Linked DNA regions of Mus musculus: all the other regions are linked to region 4. A link is a contact called in public Hi-C, HiCAR-type, HiChIP or PLAC-seq and promoter capture Hi-C data. All regions are on one chromosome and are shown on one strand. Each heading gives the region's core, a stretch centred on a gene start, on an enhancer-like site or on the middle of the called end of the contact. The rest is flanking DNA. Distances are from core to core; before and after follow the strand shown. Region 1 overlaps Kirrel3 (kirre like nephrin family adhesion molecule 3). Region 2 overlaps Kirrel3 (kirre like nephrin family adhesion molecule 3). Region 3 overlaps Kirrel3 (kirre like nephrin family adhesion molecule 3). Region 4 holds the start of Kirrel3 (kirre like nephrin family adhesion molecule 3). Region 5 overlaps Kirrel3 (kirre like nephrin family adhesion molecule 3). Region 6 overlaps Kirrel3 (kirre like nephrin family adhesion molecule 3). Region 7 overlaps Kirrel3 (kirre like nephrin family adhesion molecule 3).

Evidence for each region. Promoter capture Hi-C pulls out the DNA fragments that hold promoters and counts their contacts. A called contact is a pair of places that touch in the nucleus more often than the background predicts. HiCAR-type assays count read pairs that join an accessible place to other places. HiChIP or PLAC-seq counts read pairs in DNA pulled down with a chosen protein or histone mark.
Region 1: an H3K4me3 HiChIP or PLAC-seq map of forebrain shows a contact between it and region 4, with 4 times the contacts expected there. The contact joins the enhancer-like site here to the promoter of Kirrel3 in region 4. A contact is called at or near these places in 5 of 39 promoter capture datasets (cranial neural crest, embryonic stem cells, hippocampal neurons and 2 more), 2 of 484 Hi-C or Micro-C datasets (cerebellum and cortical neurons), 6 of 115 datasets of contacts at active chromatin or transcription factors (embryonic forebrain, embryonic hindbrain, embryonic stem cells and 3 more) and 2 of 9 other capture datasets (adipose tissue and embryonic stem cells).
Region 2: an H3K27ac HiChIP or PLAC-seq map of VIP interneurons shows a contact between it and region 4, with 6 times the contacts expected there. The contact joins the enhancer-like site here to the promoter of Kirrel3 in region 4. A contact is called at or near these places in 7 of 39 promoter capture datasets (cranial neural crest, embryonic stem cells, hippocampal neurons and 3 more), 2 of 484 Hi-C or Micro-C datasets (cortical neurons and embryonic stem cells), 10 of 115 datasets of contacts at active chromatin or transcription factors (VIP interneurons, embryonic basal ganglia, embryonic forebrain and 7 more) and 3 of 9 other capture datasets (adipose tissue, embryonic stem cells and pancreatic islet).
Region 3: a contact with region 4 is called in a Hi-C map of cerebellum, with 4 times the contacts expected there. The contact joins the enhancer-like site here to the promoter of Kirrel3 in region 4. A contact is called at or near these places in 6 of 39 promoter capture datasets (cranial neural crest, embryonic stem cells, hippocampal neurons and 1 more), 2 of 15 datasets of contacts at CTCF or cohesin (both in the NIH/3T3 cell line), 3 of 484 Hi-C or Micro-C datasets (cerebellar granule neurons and cerebellum), 12 of 115 datasets of contacts at active chromatin or transcription factors (the NIH/3T3 cell line, astrocytes, craniofacial prominence and 9 more) and 3 of 9 other capture datasets (adipose tissue, embryonic stem cells and liver).
Region 5: an H3K4me3 HiChIP or PLAC-seq map of embryonic basal ganglia shows a contact between it and region 4, with 4 times the contacts expected there. The contact joins the enhancer-like site here to the promoter of Kirrel3 in region 4. A contact is called at or near these places in 6 of 39 promoter capture datasets (cranial neural crest, embryonic stem cells, frontonasal cranial neural crest and 3 more), 3 of 15 datasets of contacts at CTCF or cohesin (embryonic stem cells, pro-B cells and stem cell-derived epiblast-like cells), 25 of 484 Hi-C or Micro-C datasets (the C2C12 cell line, the HL-1 cell line, the MC3T3-E1 cell line and 11 more), 14 of 115 datasets of contacts at active chromatin or transcription factors (astrocytes, embryonic basal ganglia, embryonic forebrain and 9 more) and 3 of 9 other capture datasets (adipose tissue, embryonic stem cells and liver).
Region 6: a contact with region 4 is called in a promoter capture Hi-C map of hippocampal neurons, with 6 times the contacts expected there. The contact joins the enhancer-like site here to the promoter of Kirrel3 in region 4. A contact is called at or near these places in 5 of 39 promoter capture datasets (the 3T3-L1 cell line, embryonic stem cells, hippocampal neurons and 2 more), 1 of 484 Hi-C or Micro-C datasets (nephron progenitors), 10 of 115 datasets of contacts at active chromatin or transcription factors (embryonic basal ganglia, embryonic forebrain, embryonic limb bud and 6 more) and 2 of 9 other capture datasets (adipose tissue and liver).
Region 7: a contact with region 4 is called in a HiCAR-type map of astrocytes, with 10 times the contacts expected there. The contact joins the enhancer-like site here to the promoter of Kirrel3 in region 4. A contact is called at or near these places in 12 of 39 promoter capture datasets (the 3T3-L1 cell line, the SN4741 cell line, embryonic stem cells and 6 more), 1 of 484 Hi-C or Micro-C datasets (liver), 19 of 115 datasets of contacts at active chromatin or transcription factors (SST interneurons, VIP interneurons, astrocytes and 12 more) and 3 of 9 other capture datasets (adipose tissue, embryonic stem cells and liver).

What each region holds. Positions count from the first base shown.
Region 1 is chr9:34,910,172-34,913,528 of GRCm38.p6, forward strand. Kirrel3 (kirre like nephrin family adhesion molecule 3) reads left to right here. Exons shown (of 17, transcript NM_001190911.1): 2 at 1,613-1,690. Among named protein-coding and RNA genes, the nearest start is that of Gm45955, 41 kb to the left of the region's middle. Within about 2 kb of position 2,035, at least 37 of the 459 cell types and tissues checked have an H3K27ac peak or open chromatin away from gene starts, as enhancers often do. A contact at or near this core is called in forebrain, where this site is marked.
Region 2 is chr9:34,938,132-34,941,658 of GRCm38.p6, forward strand. It overlaps Kirrel3 (kirre like nephrin family adhesion molecule 3), which reads left to right. Exons shown (of 17, transcript NM_001190911.1): 3 at 981-1,130. It overlaps Kirrel3os (a long non-coding RNA gene), which reads right to left. Exons shown (of 16, transcript XR_003948304.1): 10 at 1,882-1,969. Among named protein-coding and RNA genes, the nearest start is that of Kirrel3os, 68 kb to the right of the region's middle. Within about 2 kb of position 1,315, at least 4 of the 459 cell types and tissues checked have an H3K27ac peak or open chromatin away from gene starts, as enhancers often do. A contact at or near this core is called in VIP interneurons and neural stem cells, where this site is marked.
Region 3 is chr9:34,881,788-34,885,453 of GRCm38.p6, forward strand. The region is part of intron 1 of Kirrel3 (kirre like nephrin family adhesion molecule 3); the gene reads left to right. Among named protein-coding and RNA genes, the nearest start is that of Gm45955, 13 kb to the left of the region's middle. Within about 2 kb of position 1,579, at least 8 of the 459 cell types and tissues checked have an H3K27ac peak or open chromatin away from gene starts, as enhancers often do. A contact at or near this core is called in cerebellar granule neurons and cerebellum, where this site is marked.
Region 4 is chr9:34,486,988-34,490,733 of GRCm38.p6, forward strand. It overlaps Kirrel3 (kirre like nephrin family adhesion molecule 3), which reads left to right and starts at 1,744. Exons shown (of 17, transcript NM_001190911.1): 1 at 1,744-2,171. The coding sequence starts at 2,117.
Region 5 is chr9:34,963,404-34,967,054 of GRCm38.p6, forward strand. All of the region lies in intron 4 of Kirrel3 (kirre like nephrin family adhesion molecule 3), which reads left to right. All of the region lies in intron 8 of Kirrel3os (a long non-coding RNA gene), which reads right to left. Among named protein-coding and RNA genes, the nearest start is that of Kirrel3os, 42 kb to the right of the region's middle. Within about 2 kb of position 1,753, at least 18 of the 459 cell types and tissues checked have an H3K27ac peak or open chromatin away from gene starts, as enhancers often do. A contact at or near this core is called in embryonic basal ganglia and stem cell-derived neural progenitor cells, where this site is marked.
Region 6 is chr9:34,808,806-34,812,260 of GRCm38.p6, forward strand. The region is part of intron 1 of Kirrel3 (kirre like nephrin family adhesion molecule 3); the gene reads left to right. Among named protein-coding and RNA genes, the nearest start is that of Gm33561, 45 kb to the right of the region's middle. Within about 2 kb of position 1,531, at least 10 of the 459 cell types and tissues checked have an H3K27ac peak or open chromatin away from gene starts, as enhancers often do. A contact at or near this core is called in hippocampal neurons, where this site is marked.
Region 7 is chr9:34,994,664-34,998,276 of GRCm38.p6, forward strand. The region is part of intron 5 of Kirrel3 (kirre like nephrin family adhesion molecule 3); the gene reads left to right. The region is part of intron 3 of Kirrel3os (a long non-coding RNA gene); the gene reads right to left. Among named protein-coding and RNA genes, the nearest start is that of Kirrel3os, 11 kb to the right of the region's middle. Within about 2 kb of position 1,403, at least 75 of the 459 cell types and tissues checked have an H3K27ac peak or open chromatin away from gene starts, as enhancers often do. A contact at or near this core is called in astrocytes, embryonic stem cells, forebrain and 4 more, where this site is marked.

The sequences.
Region 1 (3,357 bases), core at 785-3,284, 420 kb after region 4:
TCTAGGGTGTTTGCCTCTAAGCTTGACTTGTCAGTTCTCGAGGGCCCTGCGCTTCTTCTCATCCTGCTGTCCTCAGAGGCTAGACCTGAGCAGCACCAGAAGGCTACAGAGCATCCTGAGCAGAGGCAGAAGGGGGAATCATCCCACTCTGTTCGTTATCTGATACCCAAGCCACCGGCCAAAGACACATCCATGTCTTGGACAAATGTGATGGTGCTCAGTGGGAGCCTCCTTCTTTTTTCTTTTTTAAAGATTTATTTATTTATTATATGTAAGTACACAGTAGCTGTCTTCAGACACCCCAGAAGAGATTCAGTTATCATTACAGATGGTTGTGAGCCACCATGTGGTTGCTGGGATTTGAACTCAGGGCCTTCGGAAGAGCAGTCGGTGCTCTTAACCACTGAGCCATCTCTCCAGCCCTGGGAGCCTCCTTCTCTGAGAAGATAAGGTAGAAGTAGGCAAGTAGCAGAAACCCTGGCAAGATTCTGGGGAAGTGAGGAGCTGCAGTCATATGTACTCTAGAACAGTATTACATACCCATTGGTGCAGAGGAGGGTAGCTGTCACAGTTTTACAGCTTCTGAACAAAGAAGTAGAGATGAATCAAATGTATCAAGGACAGCCCCGCCCCCCAACACTGTTGAGCCTCCATTCACCCATCTGTGTGTCACATGAACAGCAATATCCCATCTGAGACAACAAAGCATTGCCGTTGGGAGTTAAAAATTAAAGTGGATGTGAAGTTGTTTCAGAAATCATGAAGTGCCCAAGACAAATCAGGACTAAAAGCCAAAGGAGTGGATAGCTTGCCCTCTAGTGAGGCAGACATACTCAAGTCCACCACTGACACACAATAGAAGCTGGTTTATAAAATGCTCTGGAAGAGATATTATCAGGCATGTGCTACCCAGAGTTGCTTTTCTGCCTCGTTCTTCTTGGAAAGCCAATGTGCTATGAGTCCTTGTGTATGTCAGCACTACTGACCCCTGTATTCTAAGTCTGAATTTCCCAAGTCCTAGATGCTGCTGCTAATCAGTGACTGCCCATAGGAACACACCAAAGTCAGCAACTGCAGATTCCCGCCCTTCCTGAAGGTTGAACACATTCTGTCTACCAATCATCTCTGTGTCTTTTCCTGTTCTCACTCTAGACATTCTCACTATTCCTCTTGGGTCACCCACTGCGTCTGATCATGCTGTACCACTCTGCACACTACCAGGTGTTCCTATTTAGCTAGTCTGGCTATGGTCTCAACGTGACCTGGGCATGGTCCTCAGCCTTAAACCATAAGAAGCTCAAGTATCCCAGAACAGTAGTTATGAGGATGCATTCCGGAGCCTACTTTTATGATCCTGACTCCAATGCCTCATAAGGCTTCTTCCTTAGTATGTCTGTCATGGAGGTGGTAGAAAATGGGAGGCACAATGCTCTGTGCCTCACATGATGCTGTGAGAATCTAGCAAGAACTATTGCCTCGAAGCTGTGCCTGGGATATAAGTGCTGTAGAAACGTTTTCTAAATAAGCATCCCTGCTGATCCACAGCCCCATGCTTAAGGTGTCTCTCAGACAGGACCCACTCCCAACTCACCCACCTATGCTTTCCTTCCAGAGCTTGGCCTCCAGAAGAGAGGATGCTGTCTGGTACTGGGCTACATGGCCAAGGACAAGTTTCGGAGAATGAATGAAGGTCAGTGAGAACCCCCCACACACACACCCTACCCCTCAGGGGTAACACAGGGAGGCGAGGGTATGCCTACAATTGTGTGTAGAGGAACCTGGACAAGGAACACAAAACTGCTCAGGAAGGAGAGTAGGAGGCTCAGCTCGATCTTCATGGTGCTATTTACACAGGGAAGAACAGCTGGTGCCAAAGCGTGTGGTGGTGATTCAGTATTTTTCGTTTGCTCTGTTCTCTCCCCCCCCCACCACCACGTGTCCCTTACTTCTCTATTTCTTCCCTACCTTTGCTCTTCTACCCACTTACACAGCTCATTAAAATCTGCTTCTGTTATCTTTAAATGTTCTCCCTCCTTCTCTTGAGTCATTCCTACTTTTTCGAATTGACAGCGCCTTATAGGGCACTCAGGAGAATCGTACAGAATAAGGTGGTATTATATTCCAAGAGCCTGCCTTTAGAGATCTGCCTACTTTCCCAACAGCACAGACTGAATTCAGTCTCCCACCCAGGGGTGGTTCTACCTTCTGCAAACACTGGGCCAGCATATATCCCAGAGGACTTGGAGAATGTATTGACTTTGACATGTGGACTGGGATGTGAGAATATCACTGTCACTTATGGGTCTGCTGTAATAAAGAGCCAATCCTCTCCATCCCCAGCCATCTGTCTCCATGCAGCTAATAACCCTCTTCATCAGATGCCACAGACTGTTTGTCAGGGTTCAAAAGCAGATAAACAATGTCCGGGGTACCATTTATTCATTAAAGTCAGACAAATGAAGTCTTGGCTTCTTACCACCAGCCTGGCTTGCCATGAGCTGCCCCCATCAGGGCTCATAGCTCCTGTAGCCTCTTTCCCACTCCAGCCAAGAAAGAGGCAGGACACCCCTAGCATCTGGCCCTGAGTTAGACTGTACACGGCCTAGTGCCTTCTCCCTCTGCTCAACAGCTGCCATCCACAACACTCATGCCTCTGTATATGGCCCAGACCAGAACCCTGGGCTAGCTATGGGCTTGTCACCAGGACCCATCAAGATGACAGTCTGCTAGGAGTTAGAGGAGAATAAGCAAGTCTAGGAATCTCTTACCACTTACATTCACTGTCTGCCTGTTCAAAAAAACCAACAAGCTTGCAGCAGCCACTTATCATGTGTAGGAGCCCCATGGCTGAGCACAGCCAGGGGTTGGGGCTGCATACTTTGTGGCAAATCCATCAGTCTTTTTCATTGGCTTTTTTTTCTTTCTCATCACCCTCTCTGTTTTCAACACTGCAGCCCAGAAGAGAGAGGTAGGCAGTAACTTCTAATTTGTGGAAACTGACAGCGGGGCTCTGTCCGTGGTGCTGAATAGACATGGTCTCTTGCTGGAGATGCTCATTACAGAAACAGGCTAGGCTCTCAGGGATTGGGCGAGCAGAAAAAGTCAGGAACTGAGCCGCCTTAGGATCGTTGAGCTCCAGGTATCTGACCCCAGCTTCTAAGTGACCAAGAAAATGAAGGAAGGGATGCTGAGCAAGCTGAGCCAACATGAGTGCTGTGCTACAAGTCTCAGCTTACAAAATGGAGGCAGACTAGAGGAGGCCAAGACAGTGGGGTAGAACAAGCCATGGGCAGTGGGAAGAACAAGCCAAGTCACAATGGGAGGAGGGAGAGGGATTTTCTTCCAGGCTAGACAGAC
Region 2 (3,527 bases), core at 65-2,564, 450 kb after region 4:
GAGGCAGATTCACAGCCCCCAGCCTGCCACAGATAGCCATTGACAAACACCTTGGTTCCCAGTACTGCAGAGCTGTCTGCTGATGACCTGAGGGGTGCTGTTAGCACAGTACCCCCAGGCAGTACAGCCAGCATTGGAAGTACTGAGTCAGCTCAGCACTACTCTCCTCTGTCCCACACTTATGCCAGCCCTCCTCTCTCCAGGTAGACACGGGTGCTTACTACGGTTACACTGTTAGCAGAGTAATAATTCATGAGCTGATGCTTAAAGATGCACAGAGCCAGGCACCTCACATGTGCAGCAAACTACGTGTTTAATAATATATGAACCGATAGCTTCAATGGTCGTGCCATCTTGCTTTTTAGGTGGGGGGAGAGAGGCATGGGCTTCCAAGAGATTCCCAAGGGGGAGACTGTAAGAGCCAACCTTAGAAAATGAAACAAGGGGGCTGGAGAGATAGCTCAGCAGTTAAGAGCACTGGCTGCTCTTCCAGAGGTCCTGAGTTCAATTCCCAGCAACCACATGGTGGCTCACAATCATCTGTGATGGGATGCGATGCTCTCTTCTGATGTGTCTGAAGATAGCTACAGTGTACTCATATAAATGAAATAAATATTTTTAAGAAAAGAAAAGAAGACTCTAGGTAGGGATGATTACCAGCTCCTGCCAAGGCCCTATACTAGTCACCAATCACCTGGATTGCCAGGTTAAACTAGAGCCGTATGACTCCTGAGCAAGTGAAGTTAGGTGGGAGTTGAACACAGAGACGGGAGGGGGCATGTCCCGTGGTGGCTGGGGTTCATCACTGGGTCAGCACTAAGGTTGCATAAGAAGAGGTCTTGAGTCTGGAGTCTCAAGCCAGCCCCTGAAAGAGGGGAACTTGGCTAGAGTTGGGTTCTTGGGTCAGCCTGGCTCTGATTCCAGAGCATGTAAGGCACTGCTGGCCTCACTGACTGACCACTGTGCTTCTCCCTCCCCAGGTCAAGTCTACTCCTTCAGCCAGCAACCCCAGGACCAAGTGGTGGTGTCAGGACAGCCAGTGACTCTGCTGTGTGCCATCCCTGAATATGATGGCTTCGTCCTGTGGATCAAAGATGGCTTGGCTCTGGGTGTAGGCAGAGACCTCTCAAGTGAGTATTTCCAGACTTCCCCCACCCATACAAAAGGGCTCAGTACAGACGCTGCCTCTCATAACTGTTCCAGTATGGAACTCCATATTCCATTTGGGACTCAAATGCCCAGCCAGCTCTGCAACTCTCCTGATCCCAGGCCTGGATCTAGATCCCTAGGCATCCCAGGTGCCTCTGGCTATGAGTACTGATCTCCACTCTGGTGGCCAGTCCTAAACCTAGAACAGGATTCATTCCAAAGCCAATGTGATCCTCACAAAGTCTGATTCCGAACATCATGTGCTCCTGTTTCTTGGCCCAGAGTGAATCCTCATTTATCAAGGCATGATCCAGCCTCCCACCCAAGGAGAGAGCCAATGAACTGAAAACTCATAAGAAAATCTGCTTCTCTTAGGATTCATCTCATGATGGGAAGAAAAGACAGGAAGGGCTTACATTAACTGCCAACCTTGTTCAGCCACCCGGGCAAGCTGCACCGTGGGGGCCTCCTGCAGCTGCTACTGACTGGCACATCAACTCTGTAGTTTGTGCCAGGCCATATCATTTGGTAGCTATTGTGTGTGGCTATTTCAGAAGCTCATCCAAACACCTTGCCAAACTACGCTTTCCCCAGGGCATAAAAAACCCGCAGCCATTCCATGTCACTTGACCATTCTGTCATTACTCTGCCCTGGGCTGGGCGAACAAGGGCCTGATTGCTGGGCTGAAGTGCATGATGAAATTCAGAAGGACAGATCTGGGTGTCACTCACCTGCCATCTGGGAACATCTAGGAGTAGAGAATGGATGAGAAGTATGCATTCAACTGGGAAGTAGTTTCTCCTCGTTCATGCTGTACAGCTGCAGGAAAATAAAAATCGAAGTGCACTCAGAAACACTGGGGCTGGGAAATTAATATTTTAAAATATGAGTTATGTCTTGCCAAAAAAATGTATATTGAAACATTATAGCAATGGTCAATAGCAGTCACGGGCCTAATGCTGCAGCCCAGCTGAGCAGAAATAAAATACCCAAGAATATCTCCAAAATATACTGTGCTGCTGTAAAGTTTTAAGTGTTATGGGAACCAGCCAAGTTCAGAGATACTCAGCTCTGGTACCCTAGGGAGATGGGGAATGCAATGACCTTCCCAAAGGAGGATTGCTTCTGCCCTGGACAGTCGTAAGCCTGGACCAACACCAGGATGATGAGGAAGACTGTCTGGGCTCCTGGTCAGTGGTTATCAGCCTTTTGTTGGGACCTTGTCTCATCACTTAATGGCCAAGTGGAGCTCCCAGGTCATTAGGGACAAATCATAGAATTGATATCAAGGCACATCAATTGCATCTCTGATCTGAAGTTCCATACCTGGTTCTCAGGGATCCAGGATCTGGGTACTGATGCTAAAGACAAGTTGACCTGTGGCCTAAGTTGGCTTCCTCTCCAGCTTGACTCAGTCACTAAGGAAGATGGGCCCTAGACTCTCTGCTGCAGAGACCATAAGCTCAGGCTCCTGAGAAATATCTGTCCTGTGTTTAATCACCTATCCACAAAACACCATCCTGGCAGTAATGATAGGTTCTCACAGTTCCATACATACAACTTACTGGCCTGGGACAAAAAGGACAGAACAGAACACAGCTGAACTCAGCAAAGACTTGATAAGTGCATAAAACAGGAGATCTGAGGGCCCGTGTCGCAGTGTGACTCTGTCCGCTTTCATTTAACTGTGTTACCCAACACAGTATACCAGTCATGAGTCTCTCACTGACACATTAGTGTCTTTCTGGTCGCCAAGGCTGAGACACCAGAAAGAAAATGTTTGCCAGTACATTCTCAGGTGCAGATAGAGTATTTTCTCCTAAAAGGCACTTCTCAGATGTCTCATGAGTCTATGATTATCCAAAGGGAGCGAAAGAGTATAACCCCCTTTAATTGAAAGGGGAACAGGGTAACAGTTGAAGAAAAATAAATTGACTCAACTATCTTACTGATCTGGTTGGATGAGACCCTGCCTACTCTCTTCCAAAGAAAGACAGACACCTCTACTCTACCTTTCTGCCATTTGTACTTTTTTCACTGTGTGTGTGTATGTGTGTGTGTGTGTGTGTGTGTGTGTGTGTGTGTGTGTGTTATGTGTATGTATGCATGTGGCTTTTATTGATGTTAAGAGACACCATAGTCATAGCAACTCTTACAAAGTAAAGCTTTTAACTGGGGCTGGCTTACAGTTTCAGAGGTTTAGTCCATTATCATCATGGTGGGAAGCATGACAGCATGAAGGTAGACATGATGCTGGCAAAGAGCTGAGAGTTCTACATCTGGATCTTCAGGCAGCGTGAAGAGAGTGACACTGAGCCTGGCTTGAGCATTTGAAACCTCAAAGCCTGTCCACAGTGACACACTTCCTCCAGTAAAA
Region 3 (3,666 bases), core at 329-2,828, 390 kb after region 4:
AGCACTTAGCAAAGTGTTAGAGGCAGGCAGCCCCGGCAGAGAGCCAGCTCTGCCGTCTTACAAGATGGTATCTAGTATTGGAACCTGGGGATCCACATGCTAGTGGGCTCCACGTGCTAGCTGCCACCATCCTTCCTGCTCTGGACAGGAACAATATGGGCCACCCACTGTGGTGTCCAGAAGTGAGGGAGGCAGCCACAGTTGCTACTCCCCTCCCCAGCAGATGTGGCTGCCAGCCCAACCTCCTTCAGCTCTGGAGGGTTTGGAGGGCCCTTCATTGCCAGGATGCTATTTGTTGTCCCTGCTGCCAGAAAAGAAATATTGTCTCCTGCCGGAGCCACGGGAGGCTGACACCTCAAGAGGCTGTGGCACAGGGATGGCAGTGATTGCTCTGCATTTTGTCTGGTTGTTGGGAAGCAGATAGGGAATTGCACTTTGGGGTGTCCCCAGGGCTTGGAGAAACTCCTTGAAGAGTGTGTGCTAGGATCCATACCCCCAAGTGCTGCTCTTTATTGCAGCAGCAAGCTCCCTGCAGGCATGACTGATGCCTTTGGTTTCCCCTGGTTCCCTGGATTGTGCTCTCAGTCATTCCCAAGGGGAAGAAGTCAAGCCTCACTCAAAGCCATTCACTCAGCGGCATGCACTGTATTCTCTGGGGCACCTCCTGACCTTTCAGGCTGTGCTCTGAGTCAAACAACTCCCTGCCTTTGTGTGTCTTACCTTTGATCTAGGAATGCTGATACCAAAGCAAGAGCATGGCACATCGTACAGACTGTGAGCAGCACCAAGCAGGGAACACAATAGGCAAACCAGAGCTACCCTGGGCATGCATGCATCACAGGGCTCTAAAGGAAAACTTCACCCTGGGCTCCTTCCCACTCTGGGCCTCAGCAAGCCTCCCTCCCCTACCCCAATACCATGCCAGCCTGCTTTCCCAAGGAAGTAGACACCCTAGACACACCTGTTCCTACCTCTGCCAGCCAGACATCCTTCTCAGATGGATCATGCAACATGTATGTATGTATGAATGTATGTATGCATGCATGTATGGATGCATGCATGCATGTATGTGTGTATTATGTATACATGTTTGTATATAAGTACTACATATACATGCATGCATGTATTATGTATGTGTGTATTATATATACAAACATGTATATATTATATATGCATGTATGTATGTATGCATGCATATATATATCTCATTTAAGACTCTCTAGTAAAGTAGCAAGTGCATTTATTCCCATTTTGTGGATTAGAAAGAATGAACTCTGAGGTTGAATGACAGAGGCCAAGGTCACACAGACAGAAGTTGAGAAGGAGTTCAGCTTTCCATGAAGCCCTTGGTCCTCTGCAGTGTTTTCAAGCCCCTGACCTCCTTCCACCTCACACAAGCTCACAGCCAGGAGCACACCCTGTTCTGCTCAGGACAATGAAGACTCAGAGAGCTTCCATGCCTCGCCTCAGGTCACAAAGCTTGCAAACAGCAGACCAAGGACTTGCCTCCCATCTGCCGCACAGCTTGGAGCTTCTGCCTACATCCCAGACCCTGAGGCTTCCGGACAACCTCTTTCTCCTTTGAAAGCTCTCCAAAGACAGAGCTCCTCCCTCCCCTCCCTGCCCAGCCCTGGCTTTTCTTGGAGTCCTTCGTTGCCTGCATTCAATCAGCCTCATGAACAGTTAAAGAGGAGAAGGAGAAGGAGATAGATGGCAATAAGGATTGTGTTCAACTATTTTACTTAAGTCATAATCACTCCTAATCTAAATTTGCTGGAATGTATTACACAACCTAATCATTCACATATATTGTACTGCGGTTTCAATTTAGTGAAAAGTAAAAGCCATTCAGAAGGCAGAAATATGTTAAATGAACATCTCACGGATTCCATCCCTTCGCTAGATAAGGCGCACAGGGCTTTTTGATTCTGGGCTGCTGTCGCCTCCTTGGATTTGGTATATCCCTGGCTCCTCCCAGCACAATCAGAGGCTGAGGGAGCTGGAGCAAAACTAAGATGCTCTGGGCTTTAGGGTTAGGGCAAGGACGTGCTGGGGGACTGACAACGTGACGGCTCCATGGATATCTATCTATGTGGATTAGATACACTAGTTGGTCTACTGGATGTTCCTGCTCTTAACTTCCCAGCTGTATCTATGGCCACTCTCCCTCCAGCTCTGCTTCCCTTTGGGCAGGTGTCACCTCAACTGACTGTGACACACAGACACTCACACGCACATACATACACTCACACATACACACTCACATGCACTCACACATAAACAGACACTCATACAGACACACCCACACACATACACACACTCATACATACAAACTCACATGCACACACACATATGCATACACTCACACAAACACACACACTCACACACACACATACACACTTACATGTATATGCACACTCACATTCACACACACATAGACAGACACTCACACACACACATTCAAACATGCACATACACACTCACATGCACATACACACACTTACACACACATTCTCACATACACACTCACATGCACACACACACATGCACACACACTCATACACACACACACACACACAGCCTTTGCACATGCCATGTCCTCAGCATAGACTACTCTCCAGCCCCATCTTTATCTGTCTTTCTCCCATGATTCCTTTGGGTTCCAGCTTAGATAGCACACTCCTGGGAATGTACTGAAAGAGCGCCATGCCTGAGGAGTGAGTGGGAGGCTCTGCCTGCACTTATGGTGGATCGTGGGCCTCTGCTCATAACAACACTCCTGTCACTGTACAGGCTGAGGATCCCTTAACCAAAACACTCATAACCATACGTGTTTCAGATTTTCTATTTTCCATTGTCTACATTTCATGGACAAGAACCTAATCTAAACACAAAAGTCACTCATGTTTCACATATGCCTTTGCATATAGCTTTTAGCTAATTTTAGGCAATATTTTTAGTACACCTCTGTCTTGACCATGACCCATAACATAGATTAGATGTGGAATTTTGCATCTATGACATCACATTGGTATCCAAAAAAAGTTTCCAATTTTGGAACATTTTAGATTTCAGACTTTTCAGACCGTAAATGTTCAAACTGTTACGTTGGTTAGTCTCTCACACTAGACTGAGGCAGAGACTCTATATGTTTTAGAGTTGTGTTCCCCAGCTTAGCCATAGTATGTGCTCAATAAATGCAGACTGACTGGACCAACCATCCTGAGCCTAGACATAGTGACTTGCATTCTCCCAGGAGCACCAGGGTCTGTGCCAGACACCTGCCCCAGTGCTCCTTTGGAAGCTTATCCAGGTGCTGGCCTCAGCTGACTAACTGCCAGTGAATCCCCGGCAGATGAGTAGCCATCAGAAGTGACACCATGTGCCAGCTATTGACACAGTGCCAACAGATGGCAGCACCGAAACCCCCCACAGCTGAGAAGTAATGGTAAGGCTTGAGGCAATGTAAAATCTGGAGTTGAAGCTGAAATACACGAGTTCAGCTCCTGCTTCTGCCCTGTATATTTTGGGACCAGGAATAAGTGACCTAATTAATTCCATTGAGCCTTGGTTTTCAGTATTGTAAGAGGGAGCATAGCTGTAATAGTGTAATTTTCATTAATGAAAATTAATGAAATTAATTTTCATTAATGTGTCATGGTACCT
Region 4 (3,746 bases), core at 494-2,993:
AATACCCATCTTTTGCGTGTTTCTGATTTACCTCTTGTGCTTTATTGCATTATCTCTTCTATGCCAAGCTAATGGAGCAAGGCTATGCTAATGTTGCTTCTGTGCCTTGCAAATTTGGCTGATGGGGCTGCCTCTGCTATTCAACATCTTCACACACACACACACACACACACACACACACACACACACACACATGCTTATAGATTTCCCTTTGATATGTTTAACAGCCTCTAAGAGATGTAGTTAAACAAACTGTTATGATAAGAATGGAAAAGTCAAGAAAGCATACACCTACTAATTTATAGATCTTGAATGTCACTGCCAGGTGTCAGCTCCTACCAGTACACACTTATGCATACGTCCCTGCTTCTTTGTTGTTCATAAATTCTAAGAAACATTTTTTAACATCCATGTGGAAACTCAGAGTTGGAATGTGCCTTGCAGTCAGCAAAGCCCCATATCTGTAATACTGATGGAAGGGTAAGAGATCCCTAAAAGGACTCCCTAAGGTCCAAAGACTGCAGAAAGTAATGATTGATTTTGTAATTGAATGTTGAATGACGCACATTGAGAAAGCATCTTTCATTTTCCCCATCTCTCCCTTTAGTCCCTCTTCACCCACTCTCTATAACACTGCATATTTTTATGTGTTGCTTTGTAAGATACTTAGAGTTTGTGTCTTGTATGCACTCAACTTCCACTTTGGATCACAAGCTCCTGGAGGCATGGTCAATTTTACTTTCCCCCATGGCATGCCTAAATGTGTATCAAGTAAATAGACCTAGAAAAATTCATGTTGCTATCATGGAGGACATGGAGTTTGATTTGAGTGTGGATTTCATGACAGGTAAAAGACTTGCAGGTTTTTAAGAAATTGTTGCCTATGACCTTGGCCTCTCCTTGGCAATCAAACTCACAGCACCTTTTGGAGAAGAGGCATCCTTATAGTGATGGAGTGCTCATTAGAGGAGAGAGGCTCAAATGCAAAGACAGACTGCTGCCTGTCCTTGTTAGGGGAGACACAGACTGGGATAATAGTAATAAATAGGTATGTGTCACAAACCTGCCTGCGTTCGCTCTTAACTCCTGCATTTTGTTTTCTAGGAGCAGTGCAAGCAAACTAAGATCCAAACACCCAGGGCTTATCAATTCCAACCCCCTCCTCCACTCCTCTACCCCCCCCCACACACACACATACACACAAACCACCACCATCACCCCAGTCACCACATCACACACGCACACAACACACACACACACACACACACACACACACACACACACACACCAAGAAAGTCCCCCAAATGCAAAGCCTGCCCTGCTTGTGCTTATCTCAACTCCCTAGCCTTGGCTACACACACTGGCTAAGTCCCTGCTGGGGAAAGATGCACCCCTGACTACCTTTTAGCCCAGTTGCCAGTCCCTAGTGCAACAGCAAGGCAGGCACATTTTGATGCATGTGCACGAGTCTAATCATCGGTAACTTCACTCCCGTTTAACAACATTACATCGTGTGAACAGAAAGTCACAGCTCCGCTCGGTGCTCACTATACGTTCTGGTCAATAATGGTAACAAAAGCAGAGTATCCCCCTGTTTAGGGAAAAGAAGAAAAGCACAGCCTTTCTGCAACCCTCCCGTTTTGCAAAGCGTTCCCCTTTCCAAGTGTTTCCTCTTTAATTATGACCTGTTTCCCCTCCCTCTTCCCCCCGCCCCAGCTTCTGTGAAAGGAGCCCTTCTGTCACTCGTCACTCGCTTGCTCGCTCGCCCGCTCGCTAGCTCGTTCGCTCGCTGTGGGAGGAGCCCGCCAGAGGAAGCCGTGTGCCTGGGATGCCAAGAACCAGAGAATGGATCTGCTCCGAGTGGGCACATTGCTAAGGATCCCGGCTTCCCGAGGCGACTGAAAACAAGCATTTGGTTTCGGCTGCCTGCAGATACCCGGAGACACAACGAGACCTAAGCGGACCAGAGGAGGGACAGACCGACTGACAGATAGATGGTCGGCGCGAACCCTGGAGGACCGGCGGCGGAGGCTGAGCACCGCGAGCCCAGCCGCCGCGCTTGAAGAGAAACTAACTGCACACCCAAGTTGCCCGCCGGCTGCCCGCGCGCTGAGGAATGAGACCTTTCCAGCTGGATTTGCTCTTCCTCTGCTTCTTCCTCTTCAGTCAAGGTAGGAACCCGGCGCGCCGGAGTTGGAGCAAAGTCGGCGGCGGCGGCGGCGGCGGCAGCGGAGGGCGCGGGTGGCTGAGGGCTGAGGGCTGAGAGCTGGGAGGTGGACAGGCTCGGGAACTCGTACTAGCTGAGGGTCTTGGTGCCGGCCCATTGGCAGTTAAGTAGCATTGCTTCTTTGCATTTGCAAATGCTACAAAATGGAACTGTGGGTTTCCCTTCGGAAGGAAGGGGCTGGGAGAACAGGGGAGGCTGCACTTTCTCGTCTTTCTTGTCCACGTCCAACTCCAACTCTCCGATGCATGTAAGTTCTTTATGCACCCGGTATATTAATTAGGTAACATCCGTGTGGCTAGGCCATTCGGAACTTCTGGGTGCCTGCTCGCCTTTCTAGCCAGGTTGGAAAAGGGGAGCCTGGCGTAGGTGGAGATTTCAGTTTCAGTAAGGTCTAACTTGCCCGGGTGTGTTTAAAGCAAATGTGCGAGGTCTGCACAGTTGCAGAAAGGGATGCGATTAGGGAAGGTTCTGAGGCGGGTATTTACAGTGGCTGGGGAAAAGAACGCTTGTAAAGAGTTACATTGAATGTCACCCATTTCCCTGAGCAAGGCTGAATTCTGAATCCTACCAAGCACTGGATTAGGTGTATGAAATGGAATTTCGCCCCTGGTGCCGATTGCTTCCTTTCTGCAATCCTAGCAGGTGGACTCTCCAGAAAGAACTTTGCTACCTCTGGGATCCTTGCCACTGAGAGTCATGGGGTGGGTCATGGTGGAGGGAGGACTAAGCACGCGCCTACTTAGCTAAAGGCATCAACAGTCACCTGTGGAATTAAGACTGAAAGAGCCAAGTCAACCCATTCCGTCCCACTCTTTTGGAATGGCAGTGCCACCTCTGCCATCTGAGGCAGCATGTGTGCCTGCCAGCACAGCTCTTGGAGGGACAGGACTTTCAGAAAAAAAAAAAAAATCCACAACAGAGAACATCCATCTGTTGATTAAATGAAGGGTAAAAGTTTTTAAGAAAGCAGAACATCGCCATGGGTGGCTGCCTGTGCAAACAGTGTGTACCCCTTGCTTCTCTTGTCAGGAGAAGCCAAATATAAGTAAAACCAGGCTTCCTTCTCCCTTTCCCCGGTCCTTGTTGTCACTGTAGATTTCCCACTTATCCATGCAGGTCAAACTTTGCAGTTATCACTCCTGATTAAACTCGAGGGACCCCTCCCCTTAGAAGTATGTATAAAGCATGTTTATGCAGATTTATAATGAGCTCACACTTATACATTCATATGGGTTGTGGGCATCTCCCCAGGAACCCCTACAGCAACATGAGGACAAACAGCCTTTGCACACACACACATACACACACATATAGTGACTCTCATTCTCCGTTGCCTCTTAACTAATTCACTTGGAAAGTTTCCTGTAGAATGTGTAAGAGAAGAAGGGGCCCTTACAACACACACACACACACACATACAGATTTGCATAGATTTTTTTTGTGTGAGCCTTTTGTATTTTTAGAAGCTTGATCAGTACTTTCTCAGATTGGCTTGTGCATCCTATAGGTGTCTAAAGTG
Region 5 (3,651 bases), core at 503-3,002, 480 kb after region 4:
GATAGTCACACATCCTCTGTGCACTTGGTGTCTTTAGTCCGGAGGGGAGGGAGGAGCCATATCACCACATGATATCACAGGAGGCAGAAGAGCACCTAGAATTGTCCATACAAATGCTAAGGAGGCATCAGATCTGCTAAGGAGGTCTAAGAAACCTTCCAGAAGCAACAGCTTATGAACATCTCCAGGTGGATGAGGGGAACTTGATGGCTGGAGGATAAAATCCCATCACAGTGACTTGAGCAAAAGCCCAACTAGCAAACGCCATTGTTTCTGAGGGTGTTTGCCAGTGCAGTGGGTGTTGGGACTGACAGAGAATCAGAATCAGAGGAAAGGGCCTTGAGCCATGCTAAGGAGTCTGAGCCAGGCAGGCAGTGGGGAGTCGTGGTTGGTGCCCAATGTGATAATGGATTCAGTGGTGTCCAGGATGGAGCCGTGCAGGATGCAGGACCTGGGATATAAGGACAGGAAGTGCTGGGTAATTCATTTCTGGCTAACAGAAGTAGGATGAGCCCAAGCTTGCACAGATACTTGCTAGAGGCAAAAGAAAGAGATGGTCCTGGAGCAAGAGGCATGAACCAGTGCAAGAGGGCCCTTCCATCTGATTTCGTCAGGGCGTTCATAGCAATGCCTTTAACCCGGTTGAGTCCAGCAGTGGCTCTAGCAGAAGTATCCCCATGCTGTGCTACGCAATGTTCAGGGTTGTTTTTGATGTTCCAGAAATTTCCAAGCCTCTATGTCCTGATGCCCTGAATAAATGAACTGATGGAGGGACTCCATGGTCACTGTAGAGGAGAGAGAAGGCCTCACCTTGGACATACATGGAGAAAGCATGCCTCATGGGGCCTGAAAACAGGAACACTCACCCACCAGCCCAGTTCCCCAAGCTGCTCTCTCTGGCTCTGTCTCCTTCGCTTACAGAAGGTCGGGGATGAGATATGAGGTAGTACTACCCTCACAAGCCCCCTGTTCCATGGCACTCAGCATGCCCCGGAGACCATTAGCACCTCTCGGGGAATATTTAACTGAAAACAATTTCTAGTCGGGATCTGTTATAATTACTAATTAGATCTGATTATAATTATCTTTCGCTGCCATCCTTTACCTGACACGCGGGGTAGTGCGACGCCTGGCAACAATTAGCAGCAAGTCTTTCCTGATACACTGGATGATTAGAGACACAATTGCAGGGTCGGGGGGAAGAACCTGGCTTATTAAAGGGAGGCCACTGTTTACCGAGGAATGTTGTGAACAAATTAGATTAAATTAATGAGAAGAAACTTGGAGAGAGGAGATGGGCTTTTTATTTTTTCTTTTTTGTCTCTGCTGATGACATCATTTGGGGGAAGGGGCTCTGTTCCCCTTTATGGTCCCCTTCTGTAACTAACCTCAGGCCTTCAAGGTTTGGGAGCCACCATCATTCGGCTAGCCCAGTCAGAGACCACTGCAATACAGTGGACCACATACGCAGTGTTATTCACTCTGTGGCTTTGGACAAGTGGCTTTGGACATGTTTGTATGAGAAAGAAGACAGTGTAAGCTAGATGCTATAGCCAATTATCTGCATGATCTCTGGGAGGGTGAAGAAAAATGTGGTGTACATAAAACAGGCCTACAAGCTTTCTTGGGGCAGAGAAAATAGGCATTTTGCAGTCTCTGGGTTCAGCTCCAAGACTGACAGAAATGGTAACTAAAGGAAGGCTTGCAGGAAGCCCCTCCCCCATGCCATTAAGGGGCTTCTCCCTCTCCAAGAGTGGCAGCTGCAAAAGAAAGGCTAACCAAGGCAGACCATCCCCCAGCAGACACACTCCCTGTGCGTGCCAGTGGGGCTTCATCAGTAAATTAAATCAGGGACTTTCCAATTAGTGTTCACTGTGAAGAGAGAAAGCTGGAAGCCTGCCGTGCATCCCAGGGAAAGTCAGCTCACCTCGCTAACCCCGAGCATCTCTGTCCATAAAAACTGCAGAGTGGACTCTGAGCTAATGCTGAAAAGCAGAGGAAAGATCCAGTCACTCTTGGGGACAGGGCCACATGGCTGTTGAGTTGTCAAAGTGGTCACTGTAGCCTGACAGATTGGGGGAAGGGGGAAGAGAGAGAATGAATGAATGAATGAATGAATGAGACTGTTGGTCTGGACTAACAGTGAAGTATCCTTGCTGCCACATGCAAGAGGGGCCAGGGCCATACCAAAGTCCATTTTCCTCCCCAGTGTGGTGCCTATACTGGGAGATATCACAAGCACACCCGGAGCTGCTAGGCAGGAGCTGCACCACACTGAATAATCTTTTCAACACAAGGCTTTAGGGCATATCTAAGTTACTTTTCTGTCGCTGTGATAAAATACCATGAACAAGACAACGTATTAAAAAAAAAAGAAACATTTAATTGGGGGCTCACAGTTTCAGAGAGTTAGAGCCTATGGCTGTCATAGTGGAACACATGGTAATAAGCAGGCACGCATGGGGCTTGAGCAATAGCGTTGAGCTCACATCTTGATGCAGAGAAAGCTGGCTGGAAATGGTGTGTGCTTTTGAAACCTCAGTGACGCATCTCCTCCAACAAAGCCATACCTCCTAAACCTTCCCAGACAACTCCACCAACTGAGGACCAAGTATTCAAATATATGAGCCTATGGGAGCCATCTTCATTCAAACTATCACAGGGGAGCTGACTTCTTACTTGGCTGCTTAGGGCTCCAAAGACCATGTGCAATTCCTACTTATGAACTTCCCAGAACAGGAGTGGTCTGCAGTGCATCTAAACCAGTGTTCTTCTCAAATATGAACAAGGAGGAAAGGAAGGTTCTGCAAAGCAGAGTAGGGTTTGCCTCAACCCTTCTCCCGTCATCCCTCTGAGTATGTCCATCCCTGTTCAGCCCTTTCTAACAGGTGATCTGCCTTGGTGACCCCCAAACCACAGCATTTTGTCACCAGAGTCTAAACATGAGTGTCTATGAGATACACACCTCACGCTTGCCCTTTCAGTGACCAGGGTCTTGGGCAGAAACCAAAGCAAAGGTTCCAAGTATTCCAATCCAATCTACTGGGCCTTGGAAGCCAGGAACTTAAGGGCAATTAATGTGCAAAGGTCTCGCACTCAGCTATGGTCTTGGCTGGTTAGACCAGCACCACCACACTGTCTCTCGGGTACTTGAGAGCAAACTTACAGAAACAGCATGTTCACAATCATGGATTCCCAAAAAGGCAGACATGTAGAGGCCTTGAGGACAACCCAGTATAGAAGCAGAGCTCCTCCCCTCCCTCAGGAGAATTATGTCTATCTCAAGACTTGCCCAGGTCTGCAGCTTCAAATCCCCAACTGCCTACACAAGCCTGATAACCTCTTCCCTGGGTGTTTACACCTAACTCAGCTTCTTCCACATGGAGCACTGCATCCCACCGCCACCCCAGTTCCACCAACCAGCTCCAGCCTGGCTTCAGCCTGCCTCCCCATCCTCCCTGGCCTTCGGAAGAGCCAGGGATGAGCATACGGATGCTCTTCTTTGTCATAGCACTAACTGCGCTTGTCCTGGGCATCTCTCCTCCAGCTAGATAGAGCCTTCGATAGTCAGAAACTGTGATTCTTTGTCCCTATATTTCCAAATCACACAATTCCTAGCCCTCCTTAGGAAGATCACTGAGCAAATGAATG
Region 6 (3,455 bases), core at 281-2,780, 320 kb after region 4:
TCATGGCAGAGCATGCCACAGTAATACAAATGAAGGATGCCAGCTATGGTGTGTATCTCTAAAGCCACTTATACTATCACAGGGGCCAGACCCTCATGATACACCTAATTTTGATCACCTACTGTCTCAGTTATTTTTCTGCTTCTGTGATAAAGTACCCTGACATAAGTGACTTAATGGAGAAAGGATCTATTTTAGGTCACAGGTCAAAATACAGCCCATCATGCCAGAGAAGTCAAGGCAGCAGGACTTAGAGTAGCTGGCCCAACTCATTCACAGGAGGAAACAGAGGAATCAGTGCATGCTTGCTGCTTCTCTCATTGGCAGGACAGGGTTCCTTTTCCAGGAAATGATGTCACCTACAATAGGTGTGTGTTCCTAGGCCAATTAATGTAATCAAGATGATTCCCCACAAGCATGCCCAGAAGTCATTTCCCAGGTAATTCTAGATTTTGTCAAGTTGATACTTAACACTAATCATCACACATACCATTAACACATGATCTTGGAGGTTGAATTTACTGAACAGAAGCTTAGGGGAGATAGATCCAATACACAGCATTGTCAAAGGGCACTGGACAGCTGTGGCCCAGGCAACAGTGTCATACAGCTGCAGTTAAGGATGTAATCACAGCTCACTGACTCAGCAGTGGGCAAGCCTTCATGAGCCCTGAAACTAGTTCACCCATTCTCAAGATGTCCCACAAACTGGCCTGAGGCATAGGTAGAATTTATATAGATGACAGTCCATTAGGGGGCTCTGCTACAGAAGTGTCCCCACAAGCTGTAGCCTAAATTCTTCCATCTTCATTCCCCATATAAGAGCCGCTGTCCTTCCTCCCCCTCAGACTTCCATGTCCCTCTAACAGCCTTTCTCGAAAGATTCCAGGACACTTTTCTATGCTGAAAAGACAAAGCCTTGGCCCATGAGATTCCTCCATCTGCTTTACTTTTTACCTCTGCCTTTCTCTTCTTCCACGTTCCTCTGCCTGTCTCATAGAAGCAGTGGAATTCTGGGTGATCTTCTTTGTATTTTGTTCATTCTATATAGCAGGTGCTGGGGAAGATGATACAACACTGAGGGAAATGCTAATGGCCCCAGGAGAGGTGCACAACGCCCCTCTGATCCTCAAACCGGTAATAGAGTATAGAAGGTACATTATGGATCGTCTCATTCAACTTGATCTAAACAACCCCAGTATTAATGGAAATTTTAATGAAAAACTAAGCCTTGATTAGGTTGCTATGCACAATCCCCACAACACACAGAGTCTGGTTAATTTCCCTGATGTCGGGGCCTGGACTCAGAAGCAGAGACACACACTTACTCAGGCAAACTCCCTCCAATCCCCAAGCCACAAGCATTCCTCTGCTGGCCAGACCCTGGACACTGCAGGATTAGGCTGTTTCTCTAGGCTTAGACTGGACCAAGCACCATGCACTCAGAGAAGGGAAGCTGACTCCTCACGCCTGGCCTCCCCATTAAGGAATCCTGGCACCTCCAAGGGCAGCATGCAACCCTCCCACTCTCCTGCTGCTCAGATGGAATGAGGAGCTGGCTCCGGGGACTGCTGGGGCTCTGATGCTAGAAATCCAGGGGCTAAGAGGCTGTGACGTGCCACTTCTCTGTAAAGCTGCCATCCTCAGCTATCAGTGCATCTTCCGCAGGAACATCTGCTCCCAGGAGGCAATTTAATCATGATAGACAGATCCACCTATCCTGGGTAGTAGAAACCACCCTGGGGAACACTAGGGGCTGGAGGAAAGCAACAGCCAGTGACTGTCTTGATAAAGCCCAGCATGTCAGGGACAGTTTCCCCATCGTCCCTCACACTGCTACTAATGGCCCCCACATCCCATCCTTATGGATCCTGTGAGTGAAGGTAGTTGTGCTTTTTGTGTTTCCAATCCTACCAAGACAGTACGGCAGGCATGCGCTCTTCCGTGGGGAGTGGGTCTGAATAGAAATATGTGAGGAGAAAAGGAGAGACGGAGTAACTAATGAAGAGACAAACAGAGGGATATCTACCTAGCAGCTGACACGGAGAGCATGCTTGACACTTGGGGGGCTCAGTCCTCTGATGATCTGTTCTATAGCTCACTTCTTTGTTACAGCACATACTGCTCTGGCATGCCCAACACTGCCAGCACGTGACATCATCACGGCTTTGCCATGATGTAGCTGTGCCCCCCAGAGGACCATGTGCTGATGGTTTGGCTGCCAGTCTAGTGCTCCTAAAAGGTGATAGACTTGGGGGAAGGAATTTATGTCACTGGGGAGCTCACTGGTGAAGGAGAGGTGGGAACCCCGTCTTCGTTACCTTTCTTTGCTTCCCAGCCATCTTGATGGGGAAAGCTTCCAACATGGGCTCCCACCATGAGGAACTGCACCACCACAGGCCCAGTTGTAAACCAGACTAACCCTTTCCTCCTTTAAGTTGATCATCTTGGGCACTTTATTACAGTAACAGCTGAATACAGCCGACTTTGATGTTCTCCAACACCAACATCCTTTCTACTTCCATTTTTTTCTGTTTTCTTTCATAGTCAAGGTGTAGATCCCTCTAAGCCATGGACCATTGCTATGGTAATAGGCTATTAGTGACGGGGGCTCATTTTTGTTTGTAATGGGTCTTCAGGGTTGCTATTCAGCAGTTCCCTGACTCCCTGGTGATTGGCACAGAAACACTGCTTGGTCACAAGCCACAACTAGAAACTACCAGCAAGCAGAGCCTTCACCTTTCAGACCGTGGCGTAAATTCTCAGGGAGGATCTAACTTATTTATCTCCTAAACTTCCTAATTCTCTTCCTTTTCTCGACTTCCCCTCTTTCCTTACTATCCAGAACCCACCCATTTACTTTTTGGCATCCTATAAAGATGAGAAATGTTTCTTCAGAATCTTGACTTGATCCCAGTAAATTGAAGTGGAGCCTCCTGGCTCTGGTGCTCCTCCCAACACCTCAGAGGCTTTGGCTTGGTGTTTGTTTCTTTTGTGCCTAAACTCTGCCAGGCCTTGTGTAAAGTGGGTAAGCCATGATCTTTGATGGGAGAGATTAGGCTTTGGGAGCCTACTTAAGGTCAGATGGGAGCCACAGCAAATCTCCATATCTAGCTCCATAACCAAATCTTCGATGCCACCTTCAGAGCCCACCATTGCAATGTTCCAGCTCATGTCCCCAAGCCGTGATTAGGAGTCAGGTCCAGGGGCTAAGCAGGTATATATGAAGTCAGCTGACTTCTGATTGATGGAGAATGTGCACACCATGAGACCCCATGAGTGCAGTTGAACCCTGAGCACAGGTTTTCTTTAGCCCTCCTGAGAAGAATGTCTCTGCTTCCCACTGCCCTCAGCCCCGGCTTTTCATTTCTTGTTGTTTGGGACAGAAGGCAGAATTGTGAAAGTTCCAGGGGACTTCTCCCATTCTTCTTGCAAAAGGCAGCTGCTCATGAGTC
Region 7 (3,613 bases), core at 153-2,652, 510 kb after region 4:
AACCTGTGTGGCAGGCTGAGCCTGCAGTAAATACAGCTGTTGGGACCATCATGGGTCCTCTGGGTCCTCACACCTGGCCACCTGCATTTTCTGGATGCTGTGGTAGTATCCAAACACAGTAGTCCACAGGGTCCTGCAGGCTGGCCTTCCAGCAAGTCATAATGTTGGCTCAATCTCTCCATCTCAATCTCCCCCAATGAGAAATGGGATTGATAACACCTGTTAGGGCTACCGCAGGACTCAAAAGAAGCCACACAGCAAAGTTCCTTGCAGAGCTGGTGAGATGACCTTGCATTTGCTGTCGAGCCTGACTACCTTAGCTCCTTCCCCAGGATAGAAAGAGAGAATTAATACCCACAAGTTGTCCTCTGACTCCCACATGCACACTATGACATGTGTGTGCACACACACAATACATAAACACACAAACAAATAAACAAATGTAAATAAAATAGATATCCTGTCCTGGGAATCCTGGGGGGCATCTGGTATTCTCCCTTGTTCCTCCTGTGCTTGACACAAGAATGGGTGTCACAGGGCATGCATCTGAAATGTCAGCAAATCTGCAACTCCAGGGAGGGAGGAACTGGTGATAGGAATGGGCTTAGCCCCAAGGTCAACCTTCCCTGGGGCACTCTTCCCAACCCTTCTGCAGCTTCCCGGGGGAGGGCGACTGACCTACTAAGGGCCAGAGATGCAGCCTTAACACAAACACACACACACACACACACACACCACTCACACCACTTCTTTGTTTTCTCCACCTCAAGCTCCCTACCTACTCAAGGGGCTGTCAACCTGCCACCCCCTTGTCCCTACTGGGCATATGCTAAGGTGAGTTCCAGAGACCTTGCCCAGGAAAGCAATGCTAGCTCACACGCCCCAGGCCCTCACGCTCTGTGGTATACTCTGACTACTCCAGTCACTCCATCACTTTGCATCCGATTTGTCAAATTTAGGGAGCCCGGAATCTCAACCCTATTCTATGTTATGTGATAGCCACCTGTGCTCACCTTATCTATGAAAGACATCTCTTCTAGCCCTAGGGCAGAAGGCTGAAGGCGTGGTCTCATGCAAATGACACAACAAAGACCCGTGTTATCCACAAATTCCTATTCAGCCCAAATAACAACATGGACCCCTCAAATGTCTATAAAAGGGGAAGCAGAGAGATGATTTAAAAAAAAAAAAAAAAGACAGCAGGTGGGGGAGGTGAGTGGGGAGGGAGAAGAGAAAAGGCCTTGTTGCCAGGCAATCAGGCCTGCTCAAGGCCTCTCCAGGCTGTTTGCATATCAATGAGCAGCCCGTATTTAGTACCAGAGTTGGGGCACCCACACATCCTGCCTTGCCTTCAGGCTGCCCATCTCTGAGGGCTCAGTCTGGCTTTCCACTGTGTACCAGACGCCCTGGGAGGGTTGGAAAGATCTGCCACCCACACTGGGCAGCAGCCCCGAGTGCACTCAGCCCCCACAGTGCAGCCTCACAGACCAGTGCTGAGAAAGCAGAGCGGTAAATGCCTCAGTGACCTCAGGAACGCATCGAATCATTGGCGTTGGGCACACAAACAGGAAGCTACACCAGAGCCAGTTCTGTTCAGAGGGGCACCGAAAGCCTCAGATAGTTTCTCAGAAACCCGTGAGAAAGTTCCTTCGATGCAGTGAGTGGGCCCATGAACACCCACAAACAGAAGTGGGCATGCGCATGCGCGCAGGAGAGAGGTAGAAATCCACTCTTGGAGAACTGAGCTCCAATACAAACTTGACCACTTGATGCTGTCAATGCAAAAACCACGGGTTTTATCTTAAAGGGAACAAGAGAGAGTTTATTTTTGGAGCCATTTTGAACAACCATGGCCCAGGAACATGGATTTAGGTTACTTACTCCAAGTTAAGTGTTCTAACGTGATGGACGCTTCATGACGTTTTTTAGAGTTTTACGGAACAAAGAAAGTCATAAGTCAAGCCAGGTTTAAAATATATTTGTGGGTACACCAGAGAGGCGGGTACAGAGAGATGGGGAAAGCTTCGCTATAGGCTCAAGATGCTACCTTGAACCTTGGGGTTGGTGGAAGCTAGTGGTGTGCTAATTTAATAGATTCCAAAAAAAAAAGAAGAAGAAGAAGAAGAAGAAGAAAAAGTATCTATTAGTCACAGGTTATTAGTTCTTCACACAGAGGGGCAAGGAATGGTTGTTCCAGAGGACTAAAACAAGCCCAAGATCAGCAATTAGCATCTGGACCTGCAATCTTCCAGTTTCTCCTTCTTACTGAAGTTCTAATTAGTTTATCAGTCTCTGCAGACACAGCTGGTTTTCAGGATTTTTGTTCACAGTGCCTATATAGTGTATATATGCCCAGCGCCTGACCCCTATCTATCCCAACATGGGCTGGATCACTGTAGATCCTCAGGGGTTGCCATCAAAACCACATGGATAAGCTTAGGGGACTGGTAGGCTGGAGTCTGATGCCACAATAGCACCCACCACCTCCAAGGAGGTAGTGAGTCAAGGAACTGTGGCACCATTATAATCTTGTCCCCCACCCTAACCACAGAGCTGATTTGTATGCTGGGGAAAGACTCAGTGCCTGAGGTGTGTCCCCAGAGACAAACTCGGTGAGAAGAGAGGAGAGAGGTGAAGGGTATAGGGATGAGAGATGAGAGAGTCGGGAAAGCAGGTCTCTGATGGAATCAGCAAATGATAAAATGTCCCACTTGGAAGACACCTTCAAGGCCACCAAGTCTCAAGGCCTCATTTGCATATGAGAAAAGTGATGGAGGAGACTTACAAAAGAAGAACAAAGCAAGAGATTCAAAACAGAAGAAATTCAAAACAGAATGAGGGAAGAGGACCGGTCCACTCGCCACTCAAAAGACAATACGCGGATAGTCTGTGGGAAGGAGTCACATGTAACCAAGGGTCAGCCCTGAAGAGCTGGAGGAGCCTCAGACACTGTCTTAAGGACATGGGTACATGAAAGAGCTTCTTTTATAGAGACAGAAAGGAGATACAGTGGGATAATGGGCACTGAGCAGGGACCAGCCTGGACATCCTGGATCTTTAGTCAAACATCTCAATTATCCTACAACGTAAACCGCATAGCTGATACACAGAACCAGAATAAGAATGGTATTAACAATTCTGGTGATCATCACAGTCTAGGTTCTATCGGGCTGAAAAAAAATCTTAATAATTTCTCACAGTTTTCTTTGGAATTTGGGGTACACAGCAAAGGAAAAGGAAACAAAAAAGAGCTTTGCTAAGAACCACTCACAGGCAGCCACCAGGGCCAAGTTATACCTCTGGTCACCTCGCACCCCTGTGGGCTTGAAGCTTCAGACTTCCCTCTCCAGTCAGTCCACAGGGGTGTCAGTAGATCTGCCTGAGGGGCCAGAGGCACAGCCCTCCTCCTCCGTGGGGCTGCTGCCCAGGCTGTGCTGTCTTTCTGAGAATTGGGAGCCAGAGCCAGGTACACAGCCTGTCTTCTACAAGGGTGGTTCATGACTAGGGCATTGCCTGCCCCTCATTTCCCTTTTTGTTTAATGAACACATCTTCCTTTTTCTCTAATTAGGTGGAACAAACAACTTGAACCAGAATTTTTATTTCCCAGAAAAG